3 separate regions of the Zea mays genome follow, and regions 1 and 2 are each linked to region 3. A link is a contact called in public Hi-C data. All regions are on one chromosome and are shown on one strand. The core of a region is the stretch at or near the end of the contact, and the rest is flanking DNA. Distances in the headings are between cores, read along the strand shown. Region 1 holds the start of LOC100193739 (CCR4-NOT transcription complex subunit 7). Region 2 holds the start of LOC100194379. Region 3 has its middle 47 kb from the start of LOC100281244.

What was found. A called contact is a pair of places that touch in the nucleus more often than the background predicts.
Region 1: a contact with region 3 is called in a Hi-C map of leaf, with 5 times the contacts expected there. The contact joins the promoter of LOC100193739 here to the enhancer-like site in region 3. A contact is called at or near these places in 2 of 25 Hi-C or Micro-C datasets (ear and leaf).
Region 2: a Hi-C map of ear shows a contact between it and region 3, with 1.9 times the contacts expected there. The contact joins the promoter of LOC100194379 here to the enhancer-like site in region 3. A contact is called at or near these places in 3 of 25 Hi-C or Micro-C datasets (ear, endosperm and tassel).

Annotation. Positions count from the first base shown.
Region 1 is chr7:119,857,076-119,859,860 of Zm-B73-REFERENCE-NAM-5.0, forward strand. LOC100193739 (CCR4-NOT transcription complex subunit 7) reads left to right here and starts at 1,277. Exons shown (of 2, transcript NR_159677.1): 1 at 1,277-2,447; 2 at 2,516-2,785.
Region 2 is chr7:119,907,818-119,910,693 of Zm-B73-REFERENCE-NAM-5.0, forward strand. It overlaps LOC100194379, which reads left to right and starts at 1,429. Exons shown (of 3, transcript NM_001416008.1): 1 at 1,429-2,100; 2 at 2,189-2,876. The coding sequence starts at 1,559.
Region 3 is chr7:120,332,458-120,335,290 of Zm-B73-REFERENCE-NAM-5.0, forward strand. No RefSeq gene overlaps it. Among protein-coding and RNA genes, the nearest start is that of LOC100281244, 47 kb to the left of the region's middle. Within about 2 kb of position 1,369, at least 18 of the 20 cell types and tissues checked have an H3K27ac peak or open chromatin away from gene starts, as enhancers often do. A contact at or near this core is called in ear, leaf and tassel, where this site is marked.

The DNA of each region.
Region 1 (2,785 bases), core at 27-2,526, 480 kb before region 3:
ACGCAAGGGCAAAGTCCTCTTAAATCATGTATTTAGCAGATGGGTCTTGCATACAAAGGGCACAATGTGTGCACAAAGAATAGGAAGAGGAGGACACCGATGGGGGTGTATGCGGGGGCTTCCTCCATAGCCTTCTCCCTTGAGCTAGCAGAAACATGTAAAGAGACTAGCTCGACACTCGATGTTGAGGCTAGGACCGTGGAGGACTTCACCGAGCAAGTGATTGGGGATAAGTTAGGGAAGGAGTTGATTTCAATGAGGGTTGGCTCGGGGAGCGCAAAGTGATGGGTCGTGAGGGGACATGCCTGTAGCATGTGGCTACGAAGATGCCATGTTAGCTTGAGTAGCCACGGACTTGCTTATATTCCCATACTCGCATAACATTTTGGATTTCATTACTGCAACAATGGACCCAAAGGGGAAGGCGATTGCTTAGATCTATGGAGTTGTAAATATGGAGGGGCGGTCGAAGAAGTAGAAGGCCCATACCGCTGACTATGCCACATTTGTGAGGTCTCCTAAGGAGTCAAAGACTGTGACGCTGGCTAGGCCGGCGACAGCCAGGGTGACTGGAGGGGACTCCTGTAACACCCAAAATTCTATTTTGGGATTCATAAAAAATTTTCTGAAAAGATTTAAATTAAAATATCATTTCTAGATTACCAGGTCTTCGTCGTGTCCTTCTCCGGCAACAAACATGTATGTCTGCCTCGTTCCTTCCTCTCCTGCTCTACGAAACCTTGGAAGTGGGGGCGAGAGATGATGATCTCTGATTTGCTGTCTATGGTACCCGTGCGTCATAAAAAATATTATGCGAAGAGCGGAGACAATCAATAAAAATCTTGAGATTTTTTTGGTCAATAATTTATGTAGGTATTGTTGTGAGCCGTTGCAACACACGGGTAACCGGCTAGTTTTTAGTAAAAGAGCCACTATCTATGATAACTTTAGGAGAAACTATCCATCGTTACCACTCTTTACACAAAAAATCAATTCATTTATTTTATTTTGCTCCTGCTACGTAAAACATAACTACAATCAATAATTAAAATTTCAATAAGCAGAATTATCAAAAACTACATCTAAATTATTATATAATCTAGATTATATAAAACGGAAACAAACCTGGCAGCGCAGTCGATAGCCTTCTATGCGGCAATCATGCCCGTGGGTCCCACGTAATGGGTCCCGCCACGTGCACCAATCGTGGCCCGGCGGCGCACGGCACCCACTTTCCCCATTCATCGAGTCTACGCTCTTCGTCTTTCTCCGGTCCGAATTCCCCAATCGGACTCTCCTCTTCTTGCCGGATCTCCCCACCCCATTCCACCCCGCCCATGGGTGCCCCCACCCCTCGCCGCTGACCTGTGGGTACACTGCCCCCTGCTCCCCCGCCCCGCTCCCGCTCGCCCACGCGAACCCTAGGCAGCTAGGCTTTGCTGCTAGAAGAGCTCCAGCGACCGACGAGGAGAGGAGAATAAAGCTCAAATCTTGGATGCGCCCGAACCGATGGCGACACCTGCCGCAGAGAAGCCGGAAGATGTAGAGATCCGTGAGGTTTGGGCGGACAACCTCGAGACAGAGTTCGCCGTGATCCGCGACATCGTCGACGACTATCCGTATGTGGCTATGGACACTGAGTTTCCGGGCGTTGTGTGTCGTCCGCTCGGCACTTACAAGTCGGCGGCCGAGTTCAACTACGCCACTCTTAAAGCTAACGTGGACATGCTGAAGCTTATTCAGCTCGGGCTCACCTTGTCCGACGAGCATGGTGGGCTGCCGGCGCTAGGCCCAGACGGTCGTCCCTGCGTCTGGCAGTTCAACTTTCGAGGATTTGACCCTCGGACTGATGTGGCTGCAGCGGACTCCATCGATCTTCTACGCCGTAGTGGTATTGACTTCTCTCGCCATGCTGCTGATGGAGTCGACTCTCGCTGCTTTGCTGAACTGCTCATGTCCTCCGGCGTAGTATTGAATTCAGATGTGCATTGGGTGACTTTTCATAGCGGCTACGACTTTGGCTACCTGCTCAAGCTACTCACTGGCACAAATCTCCCTGATACGCTGCCAGGATTCTTCGATCTCATCAAGATTTACTTTCCTGTTATCTACGATATAAAACACTTGATGAGGTTCTCCAATAGCCTCCATGGAGGGCTGAACAAGCTTGCTGAGCTGCTTGATGTTGCAAGGGTTGGAATCTGCCACCAGGCAGGGTCTGATTCGCTTCTGACAGCACTGTCTTTCAAGAAGCTTAAAGAGGCATACTTCAACGGATTAACTGAGAAATATGCTGGTGTGTTGTATGGGCTTGGCTTTGAGGGTGTAGAGACCACCTCTGCTCACTGAGTAATGGATAATTAAATAAAAGATGAACTATTTATGAAAATGGAGAAATCTGTTTGGTGTCTTTGTCTGACAATTTCCTGTTGCTTGCGCTGGTGAAGGTATTATTTTCCCTCTCAGTTTTGATTTCCCCTGCAAGTTACTTCAGCTAAGCTGTTCTATGATCTAGATTGTGGCTTGATGGAATGTGCTGTTGAAGTTTCTTTGAGGCCTGTATTGATACACTGATCACCAAGTCACCAACTGAAGACTCAAACATTATCGAACTCTGTAATGCTATGGTAATCAAGTACTCTACAACAAGTCATCAACTGCTGTGCTAAATGTTATTTGGTAGCAAAAAGAACACTTAACTTGCCCTTTGATATGTGAAACTGAAACCCCTCAGTTCTTGTTTTACATGGTTTCTGGTGCTACCCCTTGAATAGTTGATGATTTT
Region 2 (2,876 bases), core at 179-2,678, 420 kb before region 3:
TGGCCGCTCCGGAGTCAAAAGGAGGCCGATCCGCCGTACGATACGGTCGTGCTAAAATTGGGGGCGGGCAGCAGTACAATGACAGCTCCTCCTGGCAACCTGGACGGCAGTGCCACACTGTTCGAGTTCATGCCGTTCCTGGATACCAGCTGGAAAATCTGCATACTTCCAATTCCAATACAGGAGAGGACCCGAACCCGGACCCGGCCTTGGTGTGCGCGAGGTGAGTCGAGTCTGGACGACTCTGGAGGTGCAGCGATTTTTTGGGTGAGATAAATGCCTGCTACTCTACAGTTTCAGTAGAGAAACAGTGCTGCAGGTTGCTCCATAAGCCTGCGGTCAAAAATGGCAGTGTGTACACTTGAGGCCCTGTTTGGGAATAAAGTTTTTGAAAACTACAGTTTTTGAAATACTATACTATACTTTAGTTATGACAATACCGTAGTTTATAATACCGCAGTTTTGAAAACTGAGGTCCAGAGCTAAGTTTAGAATGCCTTAAAACAACTATAGTATTTGCAATACTTCAGTTTTGAAAACAGAGATTTTACCCAGCTTGCCAAACACCATTATGTATATAATACTGCAGTATTTGAGAATACTGCAGTATTCTTCCAAAACTGCAGAAAAACTTTGTTCCCAAACACCTCCTGAAAGTTGGAGCCATGGCCGCCATGCCTTCTTTTACGATCAGACAGACTGGCAGGCAAGCAGGGATGGCCAGCAAAGAACGACGCATGCGCGCGCCTCGTGAGCAGCCGTGTCAACGCACGACACGTGCCTCCCGTCGACCCGGGTTGGGATCATCGGCTAAGCTCAGCACAGCACAGCACCGCATCTTTTTCTCCTGTGGGAGACGCCCAGTTGCCAGTTGGTACGAGGAAAGCACAAAGCGGGCCGGGGAAAGCAGAGCAAGCATGAGTGAGTGTGCGCTGCAACTTGGGACTGTTCCGTAAGCACATCTTTTCTGCATCAAATTGGCGTTTGCATGCTTACTTGGCTGTCAGGGTTCTGTGGTTCGTTAACCGGAATGCAACCGTAAACAAAGTCAAAATTCAGGTCAAGTTGGAGTGTCGCAGGCAAGGCCTTAATAAGTTCTTAACCAGGAGTACATACAGAACAAAACCTCATGCCATTCGCTCGCTGACCTGGTGCAGCTAAGCACACTGCACTGCAAGATCTGTGTGACCATGATGTCCATAACCATAAAATAATATAAGCCCATCCAGCAAAGCAGGCTATTAAACAAGCGATCCAGGACCTCGGCTCAAATCTAACACCATTTATTACCCTTTATTTTTCTTTCTAAAATACTAAGCCTGTGCCCTCCCGGCTGACCAATTGGCCCCACCGGCTCAGTCTCTGGCCCACTGTCTGCGTCCCTCTATCTACGCGTATAAACCCCCACCCCACCCCGTTCGCGCAGCCGCCCGCCACGCCTTCCTCCGGACGCCAGTCTGCGAGCGCCGAGCGCCCGAGCGCAGCCAGGTGTCGCCCGCCCGCCCGCCTCCGGCAAATGTGACTTGCAGACGAAGGTCGCTGCAGTGGCCCGTGCTCGATGGTGGCAAGGTGCGCGCACGCCGACGCCGGCGGGTTCCGCATCTGGCCGATCTTCTCCGCCGCCTCGCTGCGGAGGAAGGTGCTAGAGGTTCTCGCGTGCGGCGGCGGTGGCGGTGGCGGTGACGGAGGCGGTTCCTGCCGTGGACGGACGGCCTACCGGTCGCCACAGCGGATTCCGAGGCCGAGACCGCGGTCGGACAGGCTCGCGGAGCTGCTCAGGGCCGAGCAGCCGTCCGAGTGCAGCGACGAGGCTGAGGCCGAGGCCGAGGCGGCGGCCAGGAAGGTGGAGGCGTTGGAGGAGCTGAAGGGCGTGGTGGGGGCGCTCCGGGACGGCGGGGGCGACGGCTGCATGTCCCGCGTCGAGGCGGCCATGGCCGTGCGGAGCAAGGCCAAGGACGACGCCGGCGCTAGGGAGATGCTCGCGATGCTCGGCGCCATCCCGCCGCTCGTCGCGATGCTGGACGAGGGCGGCGACGTGGGGGAGGATGTCACGACCGCAGCGCTGTACGCGCTGCTCAACTTGGGGATCGGCAATGACACGTGAGTTGTCTGCCTTCTCTGTTTCGTGATCAGATCTGGGGGGATTCGGTTTCGGAATGTGCAGAGCTGTCTGCATGATTGTTGCCAGGAACAAGGCGGCGATCGTGCAGGCCGGTGCCGTGCACAAGATGCTCCGCATTGCGGAGGGCGGCGCGCTAACGGAGGCGGCCGTGGTCGCCAACTTCCTCTGCCTCAGCGCACTCGACGCCAACAAGCCCGTCATCGGCGCGTCCGGCGCCGCGCCCTTCCTCGTGCGCGCGTTCCAGGCCGCGTCCTCCACTGAGCAGGCGCGCCACGACGCGCTGCGCGCGCTCCTGAACCTCTCCATCGCGCCCGCCAACGCGCTGCACCTGCTGGCGGCCGGGCTCGCGCCGGCGCTGGTGGCGGCCGTGGGGGACGGCCCTGTGACGGACCGCGCGCTCGCCGTGCTCTGCAACCTCGTGGCGGCCTGCCCCGAGGGCCGCCGCGCCGTGAGCCGCGCCCCCGACGCGGTGCCGTCCCTCGTCGACGTGCTCAACTGGGCCGACGAGCCCGGGTGCCAGGAGAAGGCGGCCTACGTGCTGATGGTCCTGGCGCACCGGAGCTACGGTGACCGCGCCGCCATGGCCGAGGCCGGCGCCTCGTCCGCGCTCCTGGAGCTCACGCTCGTGGGCACGGCGCTCGCGCAGAAGCGCGCGTCCAGGATCCTGGAGATCCTCCGCGCCGACAAGGGCAAGCAGGTCGCGGAAGACGCCTCGGGCGTCGTGGCGACGGTGTCGGCGCCGCAGGAGCGCGGG
Region 3 (2,833 bases), core at 119-2,618:
GTCGAAAAGAAACCACTCGAGTGGATACCGCGCCTAGCCCAAGAACTCTAACACCTGAAAATTCTCTAGTAACCCTCTAGTAAAATAACCCCATTAAATTTTTAATATCCTTGAAAGGCTTATCTTTAACATTGAAGTTCACCTCCTAAAATAAATATGTTTACTAAAAAATAATAAAAAAGATATCAATACGAATTTAGTTATTCCTTTGACAAGACATGTATTTCTAACTAATCTCGTAAGGAAATTATTTTTAAAATTCATATGTATAGAACTATTGCACCCCATTCTGAGACTTCGATTGAAGAATCTATTGTGTGTTTGAAACTCAGGAACAAATTTGAATTTGAAATTTGAAATCAGGAAATAGAAAACAAAACAGGAGAATGATAAAAAAAAAGAAAAGAAAAGAGAAGGGGATAAGGAACTGCGCTTTGGGCCCCATTTCCCTGTCGGGCCCAAAACTGTTCGCACCCACGCGGCCCATTTTACTTCACCACACCGTCACCCGCATTGGGCCACCGCCCCGCGGCCGCTCGTCCTATGCTAGCCAACGTTTAATCTCCAGTGCCGAACTGCCGATAGGTGGGCCGTCTGGATCAGTGCCCCTCATCCCACTGCCGCATACTCTCGTTAGTCTGGCGTGTGGGGCCACTCCAACAGATGCTTCTTCCCCGCGGACTCGTCGTGATGAACCGGCTGCCACGTTGAGCGCCTGGAATCCACGGTTCGCTGTTGCGATCCGGAGTCTCAGGGTATAAATCTCAGGTGGAAAGGAAGCGCTCGGAGGTGTACGCGGGATCCTATAGGTGCGCGGGTGGTTGAATCGGCGACAATTCCTCGACGAAGCTGAGGCTCTGTCGCAGGTCCGCCCTACTGCGACGCCGTGGCAACCTGCACTCGGTGAGAATCCCTACACATCTTTGCTTCGTCTTCCTATACGAGTTGCATCTCGCCGGGGACCGTTTGGTGCACCAGAGCGCCACCAACCACTCACCGGCCCTGGGTACTCGCCGCCGTGCCGCAACATCATGTGGCCAGCGTCACCCGGACAGCAATTGTAGGTAGTATTGAAGCGGTTTAGAGGGATTAGAGAGTGTATAAATCTATAATAGATAAAAACTCTCAAAATACATCTCAATCCACTCTAATTATTTTCATTACTAGAGTACCCAAACTAGCTCTAAGGAGGCCGCCTTTAAGATCGCCACTTCTCTTCACAAATCTCAGGATTAGTGGCAGGATAGGACATCGGGCACTGGATCACCGATCTCCAGTGAACCGCGCCACCGCGGGGGCCTTGCTCCGCCATGCTGGTGAGCCGGGTAGCGTGGGGATCGTTAAGGACCGTTGGATCTTAGAATTACGGCTCTGATCGGATCTGGGCGTTGGTTGACGGGGAGCCGTAGATCGGCTTGTGGACGCCTCTGATTAGCAGAAGTGTGCCGATTCTATTGAGAAAATATGGGGCATGTTTTATTCAGCTTTTTTCTGACCAGCTTTTCTGAAAATCTGGCTGTACGGAGAATCTGGCTGTGGGGAGAATTTGAGTATCATTACGATTACGTGTGGAGGAAGATAAAATTGTTCATAGGGCTCAGGATCTAGAAAGTGACGGATTCATACTACTAGTAATATACCCGTGCGTTGCGACGGCATAAATTATTGGATAAAATATTAATATACAACGATTATATAAACACAGAGAACACATACATTTTTTTTGCTAACATCCAACCAAGTGCCTCTTGAAGGCAAATGTTCTGGCATCGTCCATCTCCTGTATTGCGTTGTGGTGGTGTCCCTGTTAGGTTCTCCAAGAAGTGGCAGAAGCTCTAAATGAAATATGAATTAGAAGCTAGTTAACTGACTACATAGCACAATTTAAGTAAGAAGAGACTCACACAATTTGTTTATGCCAGATCAAAGATCTTGACCCTACATGAGTAGAGTATGCGTCCAAAACATTAAATCTTCAGGCATTAGTCCAAAGCCGATCTGGTTTGTTAATCCAAAAATAAAGTTTTAGGAACCAATAACAAAACATATGGCACACAAACATCAGTTAAGAATATAAGAAACGAAACTTGAGCATAGAGCAGGGGACATGGACAGGTAACTCCTTCGAGAAAAAAAACAATTTAGAACATAAATTTGTGCATCTAAAAGAATTTCACAACAACTTTGGCTTGCAAATAAAGAATATTAAAAATATATGAATTTCGTATCAATTTCACAAATTTTAGACATGTGTCCATCAAGCATGGATTTCATCAATGAAAAATCTATAGTAGTTCAAGGAAACATGCGGTGGCATCCTAGCATATCTAATTATATTGATTTCTATAACATTTTGGATATATTGATTTCTATAACATTTTGGTATATCCATGGCCATGGTGAGAGGCTACGTGCATGCAAAATATTGACAACAATTGTGCTTGCTAACAAAAAAATAGGAAACAAATGTAAATTTCCATCACAATCTAATTAAAAAAACAACGTCTAAGAAAGATTAGGTGGTCAAGAAGTATTACGTGGAAGTAATCGGTGTCTTACCATTCTTTCATGAGTACATAAATTATTTTGAACCTGTAAAAGCAATAAAAATGTATTTGCTACCGTTTTTATATACCATATGAGTACATTATGCAACTAAGATTCAAACCTTGACTTATGCATAATATTACTTTATTTTTGCATAAAGTGGGGAAAGTGACGTAAAACAACCGTGGGCTTTGGAAATAAAATTAATAAGACCTCACTCAGTGGATTTAGAGTACATTTGGTAGATATCTAGAATTTTACAGAGACATTTTTAGATCCGGATTCT